Regions from separate parts of the Mus musculus genome. Here region 2 is linked to region 1. A link is a contact called in public promoter capture Hi-C data. All regions are on one chromosome and are shown on one strand. Each heading gives the region's core, a stretch centred on a gene start, on an enhancer-like site or on the middle of the called end of the contact. The rest is flanking DNA. Distances are from core to core; before and after follow the strand shown. Region 1 holds the start of Smpdl3a (sphingomyelin phosphodiesterase, acid-like 3A). Region 2 holds the start of Gcc2 (GRIP and coiled-coil domain containing 2).

Region 1 (4,699 bases), core at 999-3,498:
GTGTGTGTCTCTGTGTGTGTCTGTATATATGTGTCTGTGCCTGTGTGTGTGCGCGAGTTTGTAAGGTCACCAATCCAGCCTGTGACACAGTCCATAGCACACTCAAATCTAAATTTTTTGGCCAAAAATGCCCAAAGTCCTTTACCAAAATTTCTTTCTTATCCCCCAGATAAACTTTTCAAATATTTTTTCAAGATATGTGTGTTACACAGTCTACATAAGTGCTCAAATTTATTTAAAGAGATACTCAAAATTTTCAGAAAAAAAAATTCAGTCAAAGAATGCTTAATAATTTGTCCCAGCAAACCCAATGAACCATAATTATATGGACAATTGTATGTAGTCGTTTAAGTGGGCGTTGGTTGATCTGTTTATAAAGTCAGTTGCTGTGTGCTAAGTACACCAGCAGGTGACAGCCTACTAAATCTTTTAAAAATGAAGCCAAACACCCAGGGTGGTGGTCCTCTAGTCACATGGACTTGGCAAGGGGGAAAACTAAGACTGGGAACTTAAACACAGTTAGGAAACAAGCAGAGGCCAGGCTGGGTGGAAGTTGTGGAGGGAAGTGCAAAGGGGCCAGGGGGAGAGAGGCCTTCTAGTCAAGTGGAAAGCAGGTAAAATAATCCATGCAATGTGAAACCAGAGTCAACAGGTCTGGTTATTCTCTCTCCCTCCCGCTACCAAAACAGGAAGGTATCAGAAGGAGAGTCACATGATCACGGGCAAAGTTTTATGACTTCTTTCAGCAATTAATTCATTAAAACCAAAGGCGAATTTACCTGTGGTGCAGCCTGAGACATTTCCAGGTCAAAATCCGGAGCAGTCACAAATTTAAAATAGCACAATTCCAGCAATATAAAAACACGAGGCAGCCACATATGTACACATTCTGGGGGCTATTTCTGTTACAGGTGTTATTTGCCAGAGTTGACAAACCGGACATACAGCTGTGGCTTGCAAAAGCTTGACAGCTAAGTCAGGTGTACTTCACTCATAAGCAAGGAGAAGGGATTCCCTGGACCCCATTCAGGGAAGTCCTGTGCAGATCAGAGGCAGGCATGGAGAGGAGGCAGACAGCAGGAGAGTTTCAGTTCTGAGCACAGGTGAAAGTCTCAAGGATAGCTCTCTCTGCAAATCAAAACAAACCCCCCAACTAGAGCAATTATTTTTAAACGGAGCTAGGGAGATGGGGGAGGGGAGCGTCACCTTAAGTTTTAAAACCCAGAAGGCAACCTACAGTCTTACTAAACATTCAGTCTGGACGGGGATTTTCTAATTTGAGAGGGATGAAGAGTGTTAAACTGTGCCCAGGAATCCATTCCCACCGGTCTGGATCCAGTAATTTTGGAGTGGGGCTTAACTTACCGATTTTTTTTTTTCCCACCAAGTTTGGCAGCTGCTACTGCTGGGTGGAAGGAGACTGAGGGGGCAGGGCAGGGCAGGGCAGGCCAAGATTGCAGAAACAGAGTAATAGGCTCCCGGTAAACAGAACACACCACAAACGCAAGACCCCAAGTGCACCAAGGGCTGCGGAAGGGCTCAGGGGTTTTATGTTAAGAACGAAAGAGACCAGACGCCTCGGAGACCTGAAGAGGCAGAATTAGGCTCCGACGTCACTGAGCAGAACAGAATAGGACTGAAGCTACATCCAGGTGTAGGGACCCTGTAGGTCCTCCTCTGCTCTGGGCAGACTAGGTGACTCCGGGAATGCCCACAGCCAATTCTGAGCGGCATTTCCCACCAGACAACAGCTTCAGACTTTCCTCCCCTGGGAACTAAACCACCCAGACCCGGGATGTAAACAAACGCCCAGCAGGCGGCTCGGCTCCATACTGGCGCCCACGGGGCGCCCCCACCATGACTCAGACCCAGTGACCTTGCTGTCTGGCCTTTGGCCACAGTGACCAGTGTGGCGGCGTCCTGTGCCCCGCTGCCTACGCACCCGGCACCTTCATGACTTCGCCGACCCCCTCCACCGTCCTGTGCAGTCCCGATCGGTCCACTCACCCACAGCTGGGGCGCGATCCGCCGGCGCCAGGGGCACCCCGAGCCCCGGGCCGCAGAGCCAGGCAACCAGTAGGCAGCAAAGGAAGTTGCCCAGCAACGCCATGGTGGAGGCCACTGCCCCAGGACGCTAGACTGGAGCTTGGGCGCCGCTGAGACCCGCAGGCCCTAGGGGTGGAGAGGAAGCCAGAGCCTTTCCTTGTGTTGACGCCCAGCAAGCAGATCACGTGTAATATTAGATTCCCCTGAGCACGAGTTCTTCTGACCTTCTGGACTCCTTTATTTTAATATGCTTCCTTAATTTCTTAGGTCAATGGGAAACAATGTTCTTGCTCCAACCCCGTATTGTTTCCTTCCCTGAACCCCAGGAGCGCCTACCTGACAGGGCCATTTAGCAGAGGTACTTGAAAAGGCAGGAGAACCCTGAATCATAGTTAAGACAAACGAGTACAAGAATGGGTTTGGATTTCCTCAATGGTTTCGCTACCTGGGATTTATGACAGAAATGTAAACTCCCAAGCCTCAGGCCACCGCTGATAAATGAACAGATTAGCTGGGCTGGCCATGTGTGGCTTCATAGTACTCCAAGGTGATAGATAGGTGGAGTCGGCAAACTATGTCCCAGGTTCACCAGGCTGAACGTTTTCCTTTCCACAACTGAGTTAAGCACGTCCTCATGCAACCTACCTGGTAAATACAAATAGAGACTGTTGATTTTTCTATTCCAAAAGTTTTATAAGTATTGGCAAAGACACCAAAACCCACAGACTGTGTGTAATATGTATTCTTTGTTCTCTCTCTAGGAATTTATGAGAATGCGCTCTCTTTATAATATAGCCAACAACTTTAATTTATAAAACGTAGGGTGTCTTTGGAGAAGAGCAAACCTTTGAGAGATGCTGACCTCATAAAAGATGTGAGCTGTGGCGTCTTGAGGAAGCCGTGCTGTGTTAAAAGGTCCTGACAAAATACTATGCTTTAGCTGAGTTCAAGGTACTTATTATGGGAAGATGGGTGTTTTAGGTGGACACCCACATTGTCTTGGGATACCATGGCCTCTTTAATACTCAAATGCCTTAATTTGTGTATCTAGCATACCATTTTCATGATTAAAAGAGTATCTCTGTCACTAAGCTTAAATGGTTTTTCAATATCCTCCAACTATAGAATTAAGAATACTACATTGAAACTTTATAGTTTACCTACTTAGATTTACATTCTTTGTAATAGGAACATATCTGGTAAGTGTATTGATTTATTATTTTCTTTGTTCTATAACTGTAAGTTTCTGTAACCTATTCCATGTTGAAACAGTCATTTAGAGAAACCAGGATCTGTGTTCTTAGCCTAGGATCACACATATTTGGCTTAGGATACATTATTTTTGTATTTTCTTTAGGTACTTTTACCATTATATTTTACAAATATATTTATTTTCCATCAGAGGAAAAAAACTTTGTTTTATATCTGCATGATTTAGACATTATATCTTGTGAATAAATTTTTTTTAATGGACACTAAGTTTCCTTTCAGATCCTGGTAGACTCCTCCAAGTTTTGCTACATCATTGGGGTGATTCAGAGCAGTTCAAGAACCATGCATGCTTCCCTGCAACAGACATGGTCACTTCTGCAATTTCTCAGTCTACAGTCTAAAGAGTACAGGGAAAGTAAAGCCGGGAAATGGTGGTGAGCTTGAAATGCAGAAATGGATCAGCAAGATAGCAAGAGCTTGAACATTTTAAAAGAAAGTGAACTAATGATCAGAATACCAGTTTTGCTCATTATAACTGTGATCCAACCAGAGATGATCATTCAGACACAGTTGAGAGCCGATTGCAAGCCAGCTGGCTGGAACTATGTTCAAGTGTTCGGGATGTAAGCTTATTCAGAGCAAGTCTTTTAAAGAGAAAAACCATATCCTGGTATCTCACTTTGCATTGGCAGAGGTAGGTTTGCACAAGCAAGCTGTTTAGCAGAAGCGATAAGTTAGCTGCAGCATCTTGGCCTTTGGTCCTACAATAGAGTCGGGTAAATTCCCAGTGGATTCTCCATTAAAGAGATCAAATTCTAGTTAAGCCTGAAATGGCCTCAGTAAGAATACAAGATAGAGGAACATCTGCAGTGTCTTGCCTTGTCAAACATTATTTTTCAACTTCTAAGACATGTTATAGGAAGTAAATTGGTTGTGAAATAACTTCAGTTAAGACAAAATATGAAGCACACACATTGTGAAACCTTTAAAATGCTTGAGAACATAAACTGATAATGTTTTAAGTGAGCAATGGAAGCCACAGCCTCCTTTCTACTCACTAAGAAGAAGCTCAAGGCTTCAGTGTTCCACACGCTGATATACCTGCAGTGTAAGCCTACTCCTGTAGGTCTTCAGCCCCCATGCATTTGTCTTTATCTGAACCAGGGAAAATGTGAGATAAAAGCCCCAAAAATAAATAAATAAATAAGTAAATAAATTTTGATGACTGTCAGTGGTTCATCTCTGTTGTAATGAACCATGAAACTAGTTTTATTGTTGTGAAGAGACATCGAGGCAATGGCAACACATATAACAGAAAACATTTCACTGGTGTTTGCTTATAGTTTCAGAAATTTAGTCCATTCTCATCAAGTGTGCATGTAGAAATGCTACCAAAGAAGTAGCTGAGAATTCTACATCTGTATCTGCGGGCAACATGAAC
Region 2 (4,699 bases), core at 1,530-4,029, 460 kb before region 1:
ATAATATCATCAGTTCCTCCATCAACAGGTTTTGATTTGAGTTCTTCAACTTCTTTGTCTAATTCTAAATAATAAAAGAGATTCCAGGTCAAAAATCAAGAAAATAATTACTCCTAAACTGACAAGTACATGCTGAGAATCCCAAGCCTATAAATTAGAATGGATTTAAGAAGTGAGTACTCAGAGAAATGGGAACTCCATCCAAACAGCAGCAGTCGTTTTTCTTCTCCCGCTTACTATGAACAACTTCCTTTGGAAGAGCGGCCTACCTTCCCACTCCCCTGCTTTAGTGCACATGAGTACCTGCGCTTCATCTGAAGCTGTACTCACGTCTTCTTCCTTTCCTGTCTTTCCTTATCCGTCCACATAGACGTAGAGGGCTTGCTATGTTGCCCAAGCTGGTGTTGAAATCCTGGGCTCAACGGATGCTTCTGTCTTAGCCGCTAGAAAATCAGAAACCAGGTGTGTGCACCCCTATGACAAACTACCCTGAAAACTTGGAAGCATGTCCCATACATTCTATTATTTTTGTTGTAAATATTTGCTGTATAATCTCAAAGCAATAACTAAATTTCTATCAAACACGTGTATTAATCTATTTCATCAATACAGGTCTAGTTCCAAAGCTTAGGTCATCTCCCCAAATAAATTACTTGAGTACAAACTGTTTCAATTTCTAAAAATAAACTCTATCTGTTCTGGTTAGGAAAACAACAAGAAGAACAAACCCTTGGCGTTTAAAATTTTAAGTTAATGAGAATTCAAGAGTTCTTAAATGGGGCATCGACCAACTCCAGCATGTGCCTATACTTCCAACTTCCCAGAATGTCTGGAGGATTACACCTTGTGCCTTTTACATTTCAGCTGATTTCTCTAAAAGACATATTTAATTTAGAAAAATTTACAACTCATACGAAGTAAAAAAGGGTTTCATTTTACTATTAAAAAGATATTCCAGCCGGATGGTGGTGGTGCACGCCTTTAAATTCCAGCACTTGGGAGGCAGAGGCAGGCGGATTTCTGAGTTCGAGGCCAGCCTGGTTTACAGAGTGAGTTCCAGGACAGCCAGGGATACACAGAGAAACCCTGTCTCGAACCCCCACCCCCACCCCCCTCAAAAAAAAAGATATTCCTCTTGGGGTGGAGAGGTGGCTCAGTGGTTAAGAACACTGGCTGCTCTTCCAGAGGACCTGGCTTCAATTTCCAGAACCCACATGGTGGCTCACAACTGTAACTACAGTTCCAGGGAATCCAAAACTCTAACAAAGACATACATATAGGCAAAACACGCGCGCACACACACACTGAATTAAAAATTCATTTGTTCCTTTACTTATTCAAAGGCAACTGCAGGGCTAGGCATGGTGGTCTACTGAAAAGCTCTGATTTAAACCCAGTACCTGTACACCTTGCTTTGGCTTTCTGCAGGAGCATCATTTGCTTCTTGGCAAACTTGATGAGATCTTCTCTGGGCAACGTTTCTAGCTGAAAGATGGAGTCGTATTATTGAGTTTTAAAACCCATGCTTTTAGTACGGCCACCAAAAGAAACACAGTGTCTGCCGAAAACCAAAGAGAGACACTCTAAACAGTTGAGCCAGTCACATTTTTTAAATTGAGAAACGTAACTTCAATAACTAAAAGTAATTAGGTGAATGGAAAATCAAACCAAAACCCCAGCACAAAACTCTTACAGAGAACACTGAGTTCTCTAGCTGTACAAGAAGGGCTTGGAACTCAAGATTTCTCGAGCTGTAGAACTCATTCTGTTGGAAGCTAACAACATAACTACATTCACAGGTGAATCGGGTCACATTTAGACTTCAACTAAAATATTAGGGTTTACTAACTGAAAATTACTTAATCTTTGTGCACAACGTTTCCTCATCTGCAGAATGAGAATAGGGAAGATACGTATTTCAGGAAGCTTACCTGAAAGAATCTGTTACTTCAGCAAATGCCTAGAAATCAGTCTTCAAACACTACATTTTGGTAATAAATTGTGCCCCTACCTTTCTGAATCACTTAGCATAAAACATTGCACAGTGCTGTAAGAACAACCTTATTCCACCCTCAACTCTGGAGCTGGAGCCAACAGGATATAGTTCCTTGCTTCTTCCTGCCTCTTATCTAATCCCCTCGGCTTCGTGTCACTGTGTAAACTTTCATTAAACAGACTAGCTAAATGTTTGAAATACAGCATCGTGCTAACAAGGAGCAGGAAGTAAACAAACTGCTCGCACATCAGGAAATTTAAAAAAGAACAGGAAATCTGTAAGTAAATTAAAATGAAACTCCCTGAGGAAAGGTTAGTTCTTTTTTTTTTTTTTTTTTTTTTTTAAATAATTCTCCCCATGCCAAAGTTTTCCGATTCATTAACCTTATGCGCTACAGGGAACCAGGCGGCTGAGTGCTCTCCTCACCTTGGATTTCGGGGTCCCGGAGGGTGCTGCAGCTACGGCATCTGGAGCAGAATCCTGTAAAACAAACCATAAAAAGAGCTCATCCCAATTCCAGGTACAAGGCGCGGCCAAACAAATCTGTGCAGAGGAGGACCCCTTTAGGCGGTAGGGACCGGAGCTGGGCCGTCGCCACGGCCGGAGCCAGCACCAGGTTCAATGCCAAGCGCCGCGGCGGGGGTCTGGGCGCGAGGGCGGGGACAGGGTGCTCCCATGCCCTCCCACCCCTCGAGCGGCACAGCGGGCCAGCGGGGCGGCGCGACGCCCACCGTTACCTCCATCGCGGCTGCGACCCGCGGCTGCCTCCACCGCCTCTTCAGGAGTCTCGGCTGCTCCGCCTCCGAGGCTGCCGAGCGCGGGTCAAAGGTCTCGTTACGAGGCGACTACGCCTCCCCGCGTCTCCAAGGCTACGCAGAGCTGGCACTTCCGCTTCCTCCTTGGTGTCCGGGAGGAAGTCGTCTTTGCGCAGGTCCCCTGGCCGGTGCCGGAACGCGCTGAGTCGCCCTGCACTACTACCCTGTGCCAGGTGACAGGTTTGAGCACACGTTCCTTTGATCACTTCGTTTTCTAATTTTTAAAGATGTGCTTTACAAATATAACTATCCCGACTAGCAGGCATATGTGAAACAAATAGTTTTATAGGTGACTTTAATTCTGTCATGTTCAAAATAGGTTCCTCTGTGAGTAGTAATAAGGAATAAATTACTGAATCCGTTACTTTCTCAGGAGTTTCAAAATGCTGGCATGCTGTCTCTGTATTGCTAAATATTAATTTGCCGGCTGAGGTGCTTCTCGTGTTGTTTATATTGTCAACTTGAAAGGATCTAGAATCATCTAGGAGAGAGCCTCTAGACATGTATGTGAAATTTATCTAGATTAGATTACTTGAGCTATGGAGACCCCCAGTAACTGTGGGTGGCAGCATTCCACAGACTGGTAACCCTGGTTGCATAAAAAAGGATAACTCAGACTGAATTCCAGCATTCACTTCAAAGAACCCATCGAGGTCACAGTGTGGGAAGGTACACGTGACTAGTCTGATGAGGGCCCTCCCTTGTGGTTACGAATGAGAGAAGACAGGGTAAAGAGATTCCAGGTTCTGTCAAGAGTCCTGCAGGCCTTCTTTTTCCTTGTAGTTGCTCACAAGGGGATGAAGGCAAGATAAGGAAGATAAAACCAATCCAAACCCCAGAGGACTCTAGAGAAGGAAGATACTACAATATAGATTTTCGTTGTTATTGTCTAATAGAACACGTTTAGACTGACCTAGACCCTAAAATAATGCCTGATATTTTTCTATAGTTAAGCCTGGCCTAAACATAAACTAGAGGACAGAGCAAGTGGCCGCTGGTGGCGAATATTAATTAACATGTTGTATTTTCATAGGTGAGAGGGTGTTTTTCAGCAGGTTTTTCAGGTTGTCTACTTCCAGGTGTAGACATACACTAATTGCAGGTATAGGCCTTCAAGCAGTTGGGCCCTCACCCCCAAGTAGAGCCAGAGCGTTTTCCAAGTTCCGTATGGGAAAAGCCAGGTGTTTTTGTTGGTTTTGATCATGGCTTCTGGAAGTCATATGGCATGACCTTTACAAAATATAAAGACATCAAATTCCCTGGTAATACCGTGAGGGGAGAAAATCATTACCCCCTGTCAGTCCTCAGTCCCAATACACAGCCCAGCAAGCGGCTGTGTGCCTTCTCTCTTATTTCTCTGATCCTTCAGGAACAGTTATTTTTTTCAGTTTTACAGTGGTGGACCAAATTCCTTCTGTTCGTCAGGTTTCTTGCACTATTTAAATTCAGTGAGAAGCTGGGTCTAGAGGTGGGATTTTCCTGTAGATACATTTTTTTTTTAAATCTTAAATTGCCCTCTGACTGAAACATCATGATTTGTATCATGCTGGTCTCCTAACTTTGTATTCAGAGAAAGGAGAACAGCAAAATAGCCCAAGGTAAAAAGCATTAGGTTCTTGAAAAGAGCTGAAGAGTAAACTATTCCCAAAAGAGAGTACAATTGTTTACCCCTTGAAATAAGAACAGCTTCAGTACCCTGAGCTAGCACCGATTTGAATATAAGCTCCCTGAGGACTAGGTTTCTTGGTACCTGAAGGCACCATGTAAGCTTCCAGAGAAGGGAACAACAGTCCTTTCCGGCTATGCCACCTTTGAACCACATCCACCAGCACAGCCTGGTAATCAGAGTTCAGTATGACAAGTATGCCTTGGACTTCATTGGACTAAT

What was found. Promoter capture Hi-C pulls out the DNA fragments that hold promoters and counts their contacts.
Region 2: a contact with region 1 is called in a promoter capture Hi-C map of stem cell-derived epiblast-like cells, with 6 times the contacts expected there. The contact joins the promoter of Gcc2 here to the promoter of Smpdl3a in region 1. A contact is called at or near these places in 17 of 39 promoter capture datasets (the 3T3-L1 cell line, HPC-7-derived erythroid cells, cranial neural crest and 9 more), 6 of 484 Hi-C or Micro-C datasets (CD4 T cells, CD8 T cells, Sertoli cells and 3 more), 7 of 115 datasets of contacts at active chromatin or transcription factors (astrocytes, bone marrow-derived macrophages, differentiating embryonic stem cells and 4 more) and 3 of 9 other capture datasets (embryonic stem cells, liver and pancreatic islet).

The regions. Positions count from the first base shown.
Region 1 is chr10:57,792,093-57,796,791 of GRCm38.p6, reverse strand. It overlaps Smpdl3a (sphingomyelin phosphodiesterase, acid-like 3A), which reads right to left and starts at 2,248. Exons shown (of 8, transcript NM_020561.2): 1 at 2,008-2,248. The coding sequence starts at 2,110.
Region 2 is chr10:58,253,606-58,258,304 of GRCm38.p6, reverse strand. It overlaps Gcc2 (GRIP and coiled-coil domain containing 2), which reads right to left and starts at 2,779. Exons shown (of 23, transcript NM_027375.2): 1 at 2,734-2,779; 2 at 2,423-2,476; 3 at 1,401-1,485; 4 at 1-64. The coding sequence starts at 2,739.